2 separate regions of the Callithrix jacchus genome follow, and region 1 is linked to region 2. Evidence: chromatin contacts called from public Hi-C data. All regions are on one chromosome and are shown on one strand. Each heading gives the region's core, a stretch centred on a gene start, on an enhancer-like site or on the middle of the called end of the contact. The rest is flanking DNA. Distances are from core to core; before and after follow the strand shown. Region 1 has its middle 15 kb from the start of THRAP3. Region 2 holds the start of TRAPPC3 (trafficking protein particle complex subunit 3).

Evidence for each region. A called contact is a pair of places that touch in the nucleus more often than the background predicts.
Region 1: a contact with region 2 is called in a Hi-C map of skeletal muscle, with 4 times the contacts expected there. The contact joins the enhancer-like site here to the promoter of TRAPPC3 in region 2. A contact is called at or near these places in 3 of 3 Hi-C or Micro-C datasets (induced pluripotent stem cells and skeletal muscle).

The regions. Positions count from the first base shown.
Region 1 is chr7:72,785,951-72,792,768 of calJac240_pri, reverse strand. No RefSeq gene overlaps it. Among named protein-coding and RNA genes, the nearest start is that of THRAP3, 15 kb to the left of the region's middle. Within about 2 kb of position 3,843, at least 10 of the 16 cell types and tissues checked have an H3K27ac peak or open chromatin away from gene starts, as enhancers often do. A contact at or near this core is called in skeletal muscle, where this site is marked.
Region 2 is chr7:72,737,752-72,743,937 of calJac240_pri, reverse strand. TRAPPC3 (trafficking protein particle complex subunit 3) reads left to right here and starts at 2,312. Exons shown (of 3, transcript XM_009000895.4): 1 at 2,312-2,461. The coding sequence starts at 2,420.

The DNA.
Region 1 (6,818 bases), core at 2,594-5,093, 47 kb before region 2:
TGCGAAGTTGAGGCAGGAGAATCACTTGAACCTGGGGGACAGGAGATTGCAGTGAGTCCAGAGGGCACTGTTACTGGTTGAAGGTGTCCAGGTTCTTGGTGTCTTTCACAAAGAACTGGACAAAACATACAAACAAAACAAGGAAAGAATGAAGCAACATTGGCACCCAAAGAATTCTGACTTTCTGGGATTATAGTAGTAATTTCCAGCCATACTCTGGACTTTATTTTGCTAACCATAATTGAGCAAATGTAAACTACTGCTATATTAATGTTTTAAAGCACTGGGATAGTCTAATTCTAACTTCTAATTCATTATGTTTGTCAATTATCTGTCTGAAATAAATTTGTGTCTGAACAGCCAAAAACAAAAAAAAACAACAAAAAAAGAAGCAACAAAAACAGAGATTTATTGAAATTGAAAGTACGCTCCACAGTGTGGGAGTGGGCTGACACAGGGGATCTTGAGAGAATTTTTATGGCAGAATTTTGTGGGGTTTTAATAACCCTCTAAAGGTTTCCATTGGTTACTTGGTGTACACCCTATGTAGATGGAGAGGATAGTTCCTGTCATAGCTGAAGTCTTTCCATTTGATTTAGCTCTAGGAAGTCAGTGTGAATCAGCCTTAGGTTTCCTGCCTCTAGACCCTATTCTCCTGCCTCAGCACCACTGCACTCCAACCTGGGAGACAGAACAAGACTCCATCTAAAAAAATTTTTTTTTCTTTTTTCTTTTTTTTTTTGAGACAGAGTTTTGCTCTTGTTACCCGGGCGGGAGTGCGATGGCGTGATCCTGGCTAACCGCAACCTCCACCTCCTGGGTTCAAGCAATTCTCCTGCCTCAGCCTCCCGAGTAGCTGGGACTACAGGCGCGCACCACCATGCCCAGCTAATTTTTGTATTTTTAGTAGAGACAGGGTTTCACCACGTTGACCAAGATGGTCTCGATCTCTTGACCTCGTGATCCACCCGTCTCGGCCTCCCAAAGTGCTGGGATTATAGGCATGAGCCACCGTACCTGGCCTCTTTTTTTTTTTTTTAAAGACGGGGTTTCACCAAGTTGGTCAGGCTGGTCTTGAACTCCCGACCTCAGGTGATCCACCACCTTGGCCTCCAAAGTGCTTGGATTACAGGTGTGAGCCACCATGCCCTGCCAAAAAAAATTTAATTATAAACTTACAATTTAGTAAAGCACATGCAAGGCCACTAACACTCAAAGTGCATCATGCCCTAATTATTTTACTACACTTTGCTTTTTTTTTTTTTTTTTTTTTTAGACAGAGTTTCGCTGTTGTTACCCAGACTGGAGTGCAATGGCACAATCTCGGCAAACTGCAACCTCTGCCTCCTGGGTTCAAGCAGTTCTCCTGCCTCAGCCTCCAGAGTAGCTGGGACTACAGGCGCACACCACCATGCCCAGCTAATTTTTTGTATTTTTAGTAGAGACGGGGTTTCACCTTGTTGACCAGGATGGTCTCTCTCTCTTTTTTTTTTTTTTGAGACGGAGTTTCGCTCTTGTTACCCAGGCTGGACTGCAATGGCGCGATCTCGGCTCACCTCAGCCTCCGCCTCCTGGGTTCACCCAGGCTGGAGTGCAGTGGCTCAATCTTGGCTCACTGTTACCTCTGCCTCCCAGGTTTGAGCAATTCTGCCTCAGTCGCCCAAGTAACTGGGAGTACAGGCAGCTAATTTTTTTATTTTTAGTAGACATGGAGTTTCACCATGTTGGCCAGGCTGGTCTTGAATTCCTGATCTTGTGATCCAACCGCCTCAGCCTCCCAAAGTGCTGGGATTACAGGCATGAGCCACCTCACCCATCCTACTTTTATTTATTTTTTTTGAGACGGAGTCTTGCTCTATCGCCCAGGCTGAAGCACAATGGTGAAGTCTCGGCTCACTGCAACCCCCGCCTCCCAGGTTCAAGCAATTCTCCTGCCTCAGCCTCTTAAGTAGCTGAGATTACAGGCATGCACCATCATGTCTGGCTAAATTTTATTTATTTATTTATTTATTTATTTAGAGACAGAGTCTGGCTTTCTTACCCATGATGTAGTACAGTGGTGTGATCTTGGCTCACTGCAACCTTTGTCTCCCAGGTTCAAGCAATACTCCTGCCTCAGCCACCAGAGTAGCTAGGATTAAAGGCATGTGCCACCACACCCGGCTAATTTTTGTATTACTTTTTTTTTTTAGAAACGGGGTTTCACCATATTGGTCTGACTGGTCTTGAACTCCTGACCTCAGGTGATCCACCTGCCTCGGCCTCCCAAAGTGCTGGGATGACAGGCATGAGCCACTGCGTTGGGCCCAGCCAATTTTTGTATTTTTAGTAGAGACAGGGTTTCACCATGTTGGCCAGGCTGGTCTCAAACTCCTGACCTCAGGCAATCCCAGCTGCCTTGGCCTCCCAGTGCTGGGATTACAGGCATGAGCCACCGCACCTGGCCTAATTTTTGTATTTTCAGTAGAGACATGGTTTCACCATGTTGGCCAGGCTGGCTTCAAACTCCTGACCTCAAGTGATCTGCCCACCTTGGCCTCCCAAAGTGCTGGGATTACAGGCGTGAGTTTACTATAATCAGTGCTCTTAAAGTTGTTGGTATCTGCCGGGTGAATACCCTGCATGTCAGTGTGCTACTGCTCTATCCTCTCTGCTCCACCTTCAGTGACATCATGTTGGCAGCTTGAAATTGGCTATAGTGGGAGTGTTTACATCATGGAAGCCGGCAAATGTGACAAATCAAGTCTCTCCCTCATGCATCCCAAGCTGTTTGTAAACGTTCCCCAGCACACCACTGGGTAGAGATTCCTAAAACATGACTGTGATTGAATTTCTCACCAGCCAGCCTGGCAGGGGGTTTTGGAGCAGATAATCTGGTTTAGAGAATTCAATAAATGAGACATTTCTTACATCTAAGCTTCATGGAACAAAATGCATACTTGTTACATGGATCTTGTCCAGACTTGCTTGGGGGTCCATCTCTTCTTCCTCCCTTAGAGATGAGAGTGCACACCCTGTCGTGAAACACCCCTAGCACATCCCACAACACACCTGGGATGCCTTTTGGGTAGAATAAGAAAAGAAGCTCCATGAGGGCAGGGACTTCATCACTGCTATACCCCTGGCTTCAGCAGCCCCTAGACTGTTCCTCAGTCTCAGTGGCTCTCCTATTTTCCCTGGCTTCTAACTTAGGGCAGTGGAAGCCATGCTAGGGCTGCAGGGCCCTGTGCACACGGGCTGATGGGAGAACCAGACAGACAGACACCCAGGGTTGGCCTCTTCTCAAGAACATGAACCTACTTGGGGGACAGGGAAGGTTCTCAATCAGAAGCAGTCCCTTCCCAGGAAACATCCGGCAGTGTCTGGAGGCAGTCTGGATTGTCACAACAGCAGAGGAGTTGAGGGAGTGCTGATGGCATCTGGTAGGTAAGGGCCAAGGAGGCTGCTAAGCATCCTACAGGGCACAGAACACCCTCCTATCTTCACCATCCAAGATTATCCTGCCCCAAATGTCAATAGTGCTGAGGTTGAGAAAGCCTGGGATAGGGACACAGCAGGGAGGAACTCAGACAGGACGGGGTCAGAGAAGACACAGGAAAAGATCAGCCTGCCCTGTAACTACTGATCCCTCCCTCCCTGCAACCTTCTTGCTCTGTGTGGGCCTTCCGTCTCTTTTGTCTCCCGCCCTGCTTTTCTCCTCTGTCTCTTCGGTGTTGTCCCTATTTATTTCTGTTTATCTCTCAGTCTGCATTTCTCACTCAGTCGTGCCATCCACTCTGGCTGGATCCCTGTGTTCTGAGACGTCAGACAAGCTTTTGGCATTCGTACTCCTTCACCCACACTAATCACTCCAGCTGCCTCGGCCTGGGAGCCGAGCCAGGAGGTTGACAAAGGGGGAGGGTACAAAGAGGGGGTTGGGGGTAGGAGGTGGCACATGCTCGCTGCTATCCTCACCACTCTTCCTACCCTAGTTCCTGAGGCCCCACTGTCTGCCACTGAGAGGCCTAGAGATCCAGCAACTCTCTTTCTCTCGTCCTCCAGGGCCTGGGACCTGCTGGAGTGGCCTTCCCCTGCCCACTGACCTCTTCCTCTTCACCCCACCCCCTGGCTCCTTAAATTTCCCCTCCAGCCCAGTCCAGCAGCTGTTACAAAACAACAGCTGGACAACTCCTCACCCTCAGCCCCGCCCTGGACAGCAAGTCATGACTGCCACTTAGCCCAGCACCCTTTGCCCAGAGATCAGGGACCTGTGGTCTCTGCTCTGGTCCTAGTTTTAGGACCCAGAGACCACTACCATGAGCCAGGAATTGGTTTCTTGTGTTAGGACACAGTGCTCAGTGTCCAGATTCAATTCCCAGTGCCTGTCCCCAGGATCCAGGACTCAGCCCTTTGTGCCTGAGGCCAGAGCTGTCTGCCCTGTTCCTCTCACACACCTCGCCTGGCAGACCCTGGTGGCCTGCACGCCTGTGTTTTAGGGGTGGGCACTGTGTGAGGTCAGGAACACTACAACTGGCATTGCAGAAAGGTCTGGTGGCAATTTTTAAAACAGAAAGTTGAGGAACTTTTGGCAGGTCATGGTGACTCATACCTGTAATGCCAGCAGTTTGGGAGGCCAAGTCAGGAGGATCACTTGAGACCTGAAGTTCAAGACCAGCCTGGGCAACACAGTGAGATCCTATTCCCATCTCTGTTTTTTTATAGAGGGATATAGAACATTTCCTCCCTTAATAGTTTAAGGTATAAAATGATAAAAATTTTCAAAAAAATTGGAGCTGGGCATGGTGGTTCACGCCTATAATCCCAGCACTTTGGGAGACCTAGCAGGGCAAATCACCTGGGGTCAGAAGTCTGAGACCAGCCCAGCCAACATGGAGAAACCTTATTTCTACTAAAAATGCAAAAATTAGCTAGGTGTGGTGGTGGGTGCCTGTAGTCCCAGCTACTTGGGAGGCTGAGGCAGAAGAATCAGTTGAAGCCAGGCGACAGAGGTTGCAGTGAGCTGAGATCGTGCCATTGCACTCCAGACTGGGATACAAGAGCAAAACTCTGTCTCAAAAAAATAAATATTAAAAAAAGTCCCTCAACTTAATTTTTTTTTAGACAGTGTCTTGCTCTGTTGCCCAAGCTGGAGTGCAATGGCACCATCTCAGCTCTCTGTAACTTCCACCTCCCAGGTTCAAGCGATTCTCCTGCCTCAGCCTCCAGAGTAGCTAGGACTACAGGTGCCCACCACTATGCCCAGCTAATTTTTGTATTTTTTTTTTTTTGAGACAGAGTCTCGCACTGTGGCCCAGGCTGTAGTGCAGTGGCATGATCTCAGCTCACTGCAATCTCCACCTTCTGAGTTCAAGCAATTCTCCTGCCTCACCCTCCCGAGTAGCTGGGACTACAGGCATGCGCCACCACACCCAGCCCAAATTTTTGTATTTTTTTAGTAGAGACAGGGTTTCACCATATTGGCCAGGCTGTTCTCAAACTCCTAACCCCAGATGATCTGCCTGCCTCAGCCTCCCAAAGTGCTGGGATGACAGGTATGAGCCGCCATGCCCATCCTTTTTTTATTTTTATTTTTTTTAAATGGAGTCTCTCTCTATCACCCAGGCTGGAGTAGGCAATGGTGTGATCTTGGCTCACTGCAACCTCCACCTCCCAGGTTCAAGTGATTTTCCTGCCTCAGCCTCCCGAAAAGAAACCATTTAAATGAGGATTCAAGATAGAATTGGGGGAAGGGGCTAGCAGTATAGGCAGAGGAAGGAGAAAAGTCAGTGGATATTGTTGCCAGATAAAATACAGAATGCCCAATCCAAGGTAAATTCCAGGCAAACAATAAATAATCATTTAATGTAAGTACATTATTTTTTAATGTAAGTACAATGCCATGTTTGGAACACACTAAAAATTTATTCGTTGGTTTTCTGAAATTCTCCTTTATAATAGGGATCCTGTGTTTTTTGTTGTTGTTGTTTGTTTGTTTGTTTTGAGACAGAGTTTCGCTCTTGTTACCCAGACTGGAGTGCAATGGCGCGATCTCGGCTCATCGCAACCTCCGCCTCCTGGGTAAATAATTCTCCTGCCTCAGCCTCCCAAGTAGCTGGGACTACAGGCACGCACCACCACACCTAGCTAAAATTTTTGTATTTTTAGTAGAGATGGGGTTTCACCTTGTTGACCAGGAGGGTCTCGATCTCTTGACCTCATGATCCACCCACCTCGGCCTCCCAAAGTGCTGGGATTATAGGCGTGAGCCACCGTGCCTGGCTGAATCCTGTGTTTTGATGTGTGAAATTCAGCAACACTATTCAGAGATACCTCCCAGGTTATTTTCCAGTAGCTTTAGGTGGGGAAGTGGAGTGTTTCTTTTTTTTCCCCCTCTTTTTCTGTTGAGACAGGGTCTTACTCTGTCCCCCAGGCTGGAGTACAGTGGCAACATCTTGGCTCACTGCAGTCTTGATCTCCTGAGTTCCATTAATCCTCCCACCTCAGCCTCCCAAGTAGCTGGGACTACAGGTGTGTGCCACGATGCCTGGATAATTTCCTTATTTTTTGCAGAGACAAGGACTAGCTATGTTGCCCAGACTAGCCTCAAACTCCTAGGCTCAAGTAATGCCGTCACTTCAACCTCCCAAAGTGCTGGGATTACAGGTGTGAGCCACTGCACTCAGCTCCAGTTCTCAGTGTTTCCTTCCAGGCACTTTTTACTGCTATGGCTTCATAATCGGCTCCCTGTCTCCAATCTTGCCCACCTGCCTCCACAGCCTGGCTGGCTGGCGCTTCACCTGCAATCATGTTACCTCTCGACTGAAAACCCTTCTGTGGTT
Region 2 (6,186 bases), core at 1,063-3,562:
TCCTGCTCTAGCTCTGGGGGAGTGGGAGGAACTCAGATACAGGACTAAATAGGTTAAACCCTTTGGGTTCCTAGGAGAGAGTCTTTGTCTAGAGCCCCTGAGAGGAACAGAAAGCTATCCCTTGTGTTGTTTTCTAGGGAGAAAGGGAAGAGGGTGGGGAGGAGACATCTGGTGTTCCTGAATGTCCTGGCCCCTAGAGTTGGTAGGGAGGGTTTGGGATTTGGGAATGATGGAAACTGTACTGAGACTCCTCAGAACAGCTGTCTAAGTACTTTTTTTTTTTTGAGACAAAGTTTCAGTTCTGTCACCCAGGCAGGAATGCAGTGTCACAAACACAGCTCACTGCAGCCTCCACCTCCTGAGCTCAAGCAATCTTCCCACCTTAGCCTTCCTAGTAGCTGGGACCACAGGTGCATGCCACAATGCTCAGCTAGTTTCTTTTTATTTTTAAATATTTATTTGTTTTTGTTAAAGCAAATAATCAAAAGAGTAGCTATTTCATGACAGAACAACCTTTCTAAAAATTATCTTTCGTGGAAATAGGGATCTCACTATGTTGCCCAGGCTGGTCTCAAACTCCTGGGCTAAAGTGTTCCTCCTGCCTTGGCCTTCCAATATGCTGGAGTTACTGGCATGAGCCACTGCGCCCGGCCTAAGAAGGCTTTAAGAACCTGTCTGAGTGAGGAGGGGATCATCTAGATCAACCTGAGATGGCCCCCCACCCCCACTCTTAACTCAGGACTAATGACACTGCAAATCCCAAAGAGAAATCGATATCAAGAGGAGGAATCCCAGGCAGTGAGGCAAAATCTCAGAGGCTGTTGGACAGGCAGGGAAGGGCTCCACCTCCAGTCTCTCTAGAACTGCCCTGCTTGACAGCAGGCAGGGTGGGGTCGGGTGGCTGGCCGTGACTGTGACTCAGGTTTCTGTGGGCAGCCAAAGGCAGCCGGCAGGGAGGAGCCCAGACCGACAGACAGGCTGGCCAACTGCAGCTTTCACCTCAGCTGTCCTCTCTCCCGGGAATGCCGGGGGCTCTTTAGCTGAGCTGGCCCTTGGGGGCTAGTTTGGCCCTTGCAGGCTAGTTTGGCCCTTGCTTTCCTCCCCCACCCCAACCAACCCTGAAGTTCCTTCCCAGAGTCCTCAGCCCTTGGCTCCCTCCCCAGTGGCATTACACAGGACAGAGAGTCAGGGGTCACTGCCTCAAGGGAGGCCCCAGAATGTCTGGGGAGAAGGATAAAATAATGATTGGTCTTGCACCCTAGGAGAGGGACTGGGGGAACCCTGGGCACCAGCTTGCAGCCTGAGCAGCCCCCAGCCCTCCCTAACCTGGCTGGCTCCTGTCTGGACAGGCTGGTTGTCACGGTAAAGGCTAGGGACTAGAATACAGCTGCTACAGTCAGGCTACCAGGCCTAAGAGAGCAGAGGGTGCTCAGGAACCGCCCCCTCTAGCCCAGCTCCCTCAGAGTTGACCAGCTGAGAGACCGCTGGAGCTGAAACCAAAAAGCTGTGGTCAGGGACTATAGACTTCCCCTTGGTGATGGGTGAGGGTTTAGCCAGCACATTCCCTTCGTGTTTCTGAGTCCTGTTTGTTGGCTTGTTTTTGGAGGGTGGCTGGAAGGGAATACACGTTTACTTTCATGGCTTTTATGTGCCCAACTTCAGGGCATGCATGGCTCACCAATCTTTATAACAACTGAGAGAGATTTAGCAACTTGCCTAAAATGGCAAAGCTGGGATTAGAACTCAGAACTGACTGCCATGACAGTTAGTTTTCTGGGAACCAGGCAGTGTCGCTGTTCCAGATGGCAGTCTGAAGAGAAAGACACTAGTGAAATGCTTGGCACATAGTAGGTCATTAAATATTTTTCTAATGAAGCCAATTCTGTGTGAGTCATTGCTAGTTTTCTGGGACATCCTGGGAGCTTCTGGAGCTGAATCGCAACAGCGGAAGAAGCTAGCTCCAAAGAGGGACTTTCCAAGACCAACCCCGGCGAGAGAGGAATTTGCCGAGCATCATCTCAGAGCCGGGCGCGTGGGGAGGAGGACAAGGGGGAGCGTGTGGCTAACCCAGGAATACCGAAGGCTGCGGACGCCACCCAGCGGCCAGGATGCTGCCAAGGGCGAGCTGGGCTCTACCAGCCAGGCGCGCGCGGAGCATTCCGGGAATTGTAGTTGACTGCGTTAAGAGGCGGCACTACCAAAGGGGCAGTTGGGTGTTGTAGTCCGACGTTTGTTGGGCGGGAGTTACTCACGTCGGCCGGACCACGAGTCCCGTGGTGCCCCGCGGCAGGCCGCGCAGGCGCAGTGAGTCAGTACCGGTCAGTCCTGTGGGCTGAGGGGCAGCGGCTCGGCGAGCGGCGTCTGCAGGGGTCGCCGAGCAAGCCCGTGGCTAGGCGAGTGGGGCGGGGCGGCCGGCACCATGTCGAGGCAGGCGAACCGTGGCACCGAGAGCAAGAAAATGGTAATTTGGAGCGCGTGACCTCAGTGGGCGGGGCGAAATTGAGATGTACGGGGAAGGGGCCCGGCGCCGAGCGCGAGGCGCGATTGGAAAAGGGCCCTCCTGTGAGCTCCGGCTGCAGGTAGCCTCTTGTGGGTTACTCCGGGGGCGTCCCAGGTAGGTTAGGGGACCGCCGGAGAAGTTCCCCGGAGGAGACCCCTTTCCCGTGGAGACCCCGCCCCCAAGGCCTGAGTGCATCTCCGTCCTAAGCCAACGACAACGACGGTAATAAATACCAGTAACTGCCACTTACTGCCCTCTGACTGTGTATTAGACACCGGGCCACCCACTTTGCATGCATTGCAGTATCTCAGTTAATCTGCAGAGTAACCCCTATCAGATGGATAACATGATTGCCATTTTATAGCCTGGAGAGCTTACGTAATTTGCCCACATTTACACCTGGGAAGTTAGGATTTGGACCCGTGTCTAATTTCAAAGCTAATGTTTCAGACTGTTAGGCTATACTTTTAGGCTATAGTGTCTTGCACTGTGGCATGGGTATTGTGAGAGATGCTCAGATAGTGGTCGTGCCAGAAAGGAACGTTCTATTCAATAGAATAAGAGGTGCCCCAGAGTAAGCAGTGAGTGGTGCCCCTCTAATGGAGTGGGTGGCTCCCTTTCTCTGGGAATAGTGGGACACCGTATGGTCCTATAAAGTTGGAGTAGGTGCTGGGGCTGAAGGCTAAGGTCATTTTTCTCCCCCACCAACCCCCGAGATGAAATCTTGCTCTGTCTCCCAGGCTGGAGTGCAGAGGCACGGTCTCGGCTCACTGCAACCTCCACCTTCCGGGTTCAAGCGATTCCCCTGCCTCAGCCACCCGAGTAGCTAGGATTACAGGTGCCCACTACCACTCCCGGCTAATTTTTGTATTTTTAGTAGAGATGGGGTTTCACCATGTTGGCTAAGCTGGTCTCGAACTCTTGACCTCGTGATCTGCCTACCTTGGCCTCCCAAAGTGCTGGGATTACAGTGGCCTCTAAGGTAATTTTTCTTTAAGAGACCTTCCAGGGACCTTTAGATCTTCAGTTTAACACTCTCCCAACTGAGCTATTTCGGCCACCCTGAGACCTTCCTGTCAGGCCTTCCTTTTCTTTGCCTTTTTTTTTTTTTTTTTTTGAGACAGGGTCTTACTCTGTTGCCCAGATGCATGCAATGGCCTGATCTCTGCTCATTGTAACCACAACCTCCTGGGCTTAAGCGATCCTCACCTCAGCCCCCAAGCAACTGGGACCACAGGGGCACACCACCAAGCCAGGCTAATTTTCGTATTTATTATAAAGACAGTGGTTTGCCATGTTGCCCAGGCTGGTCTCGAACTCCTAGGCTTAAGCAATCCTCCCGCCACAACCTCCCAAAGTGTTAAGATTACAGGTCCAAGCCACCATGCCCAGCTTTGTTTTGAATTTAAAAGCAATATCAAGGCTGGACATGGTGGCTCGTGGCTGTAATTCTAGCACTTTGGGAGGCTGAGGCAGGAGGATGGCTTGTACTCAGGACTTTGAGACCAGCCTGGGCAACATAGTGAGATCTCATCTCTAAATAACATAAAATATAAATAAATAAATTAATTAAAACAATATCTGAGGTTGCATGTGGGCCAGACCGAGGCCCTTTTTTTTGACACTCCTCTCTTGATGGGATGATCAGATTTCCCTCTCACCTTGACATCTTAAACCAGGAGCAGCCACCAGAATGGGCTGCAGGAAGCCTTGTTCTCCAGATTAGTATTTAACCCCTTTCAGACCCCTTTTGAAAAACTGATGAAAGCTATGGATCTGCTCCCCTAATAGTACATGGGCAGAAGTAGGGAGACAGAAATGGAGACAATACAGGGGTATAGTACTGCCTGGGACTGAGCTCTGGTTTCACCACCTACTTGCTGTGCGACCTTGGGCAAGTTTCTGCAGTGTTCTGAGCATCAGCTTCATCTTTTTTTTTTTTTAAGAGGTAATAATAGTACTTATATTATAGCATTGTTCTGAGGATTGAGTGAATGCATGAAAAACTAGCAGTATAACCATGCATCTAAAACACAGTTGACACTGTCAACTAGCATCCTCTTTAGTAAATATTTAGTAGACAAACATGTACATAAACATTTACTTAAATTTTGTGGGTCTTTGCAGGCCTCTAAAGATAATTCATGGATTACAGGTTAAGAATTCCTGTTTTGGTTGGGTGCGGTGGCTCACACCTGTAATCCCAGCACTTTGGGAGGCCGAGGCGGGCGAATCACGAGGTCAAGAGATCGAGACCATCCTGGCCAACATGGTGAAACCCCATCTGTACTAAAAATGCAAAAATTAGCTGGACACGGTGGCATGCACCTGTGGTCCCAGCTACTTGGGAGGCTGAGGCAGGAGAATCGCTTTAACCCAGGAGGCAGAGGTTGCAGTGAGCTGAGATCGCGTCACTGCACTGAAGCCTGGCGACAGAGCATGACTTCTGTTTCAAAAAAAAGAAAAAGAAAAAAAACCTGTTTTTGGGCCGGTTGTGGCTCATGCCTGTAATCCAGCACTTTGGGAAGCTGAGGCACGTGGATCATGTGATCAAGGAGTTCGAGACCAGCCTGGCCAATAGTGAAACTCTGTACTAAAATACACACACACACGCACACACACACAAAGCCTGTGTTTTGAGGAAATACCAAGAGTTCATTATAAAATAAGATTTTTTTTTTTTTGAGACGGAGTATAGTGGTGCAGCCTTGGCTCAGTACAACCTCTGCCTCCCAGGTTCAAGCAATTCGCCTGCCTCAGCCTCCCAAGCAGCTGGGATTACAGGCATGCACCACCATGCTTGGCTAATTTTTTAATTTTTAGTAGTGACGGGGTTTCACCATCTTGGCCAGCTTGCTCTGGAACTCCTGACCTCAAGTAATATGCCCACCTCAGCCTCTCAAAGTGCTGGGATTACAAGCATGGGGCACTGCATCCAGCCTTGGTTTTTTTGTGTTTTGAGGCAACTATAGCACAGATTTGTTGAAAGTACACTCCACAGAGCAGGAGCAGGCTTGAGCAAATAGCTCAAGAGCCACCTAAATTGTTAATATGCCCGAGTAACTAGATTTTAGTCTGTGTAAACAGAAACAGCCTTTTTGTCCAATAAACTTTTCCTGAGCCCCAACTATATGCAGAGCTCTGTGCTAGGTGCTGTGGGAGATGCAACGATGAAGTCCTAGTTTTTAACTTTGAGAAGCACATACTCTGTGAGGGAGACAGAAATGTATACCATATATACTGTGTCTTCTAGCAATGGAAAAATAAAAAGAAATATATACCATACAGAGGTATAGTGCTGCCTGCAACTGAGTCCTAGTTTCAGCACTTACTTACTCTATTACCTTGAGCAAGTTTGTTCATTATTCTAGCATCAGCTTCGTCATCTTTTTTTTTAGTGAAGTAATAATAGTACCTATATTATAGGCTTGCTCTGAGGATTGAGAGAATGCATGTAAAGCTAGCAGTGTAGCCGTACACCCAGAACCGTTACAGAACACAGTTTACACTCAGTAAGTGTCCTCTAGATGTGTTATTAATAAAGCTAGTAGCCTTCATGTGCCTGTATGGGGGTTGGCTGTGGAATCCCATGGACATGTGACCTACCCTTCTCTTGTGTCAGATTACTGTGACCCAACCCAGCTCAACCCTGAGCTGAGGTGAGCTATTACTTAAGTAGAAGCATT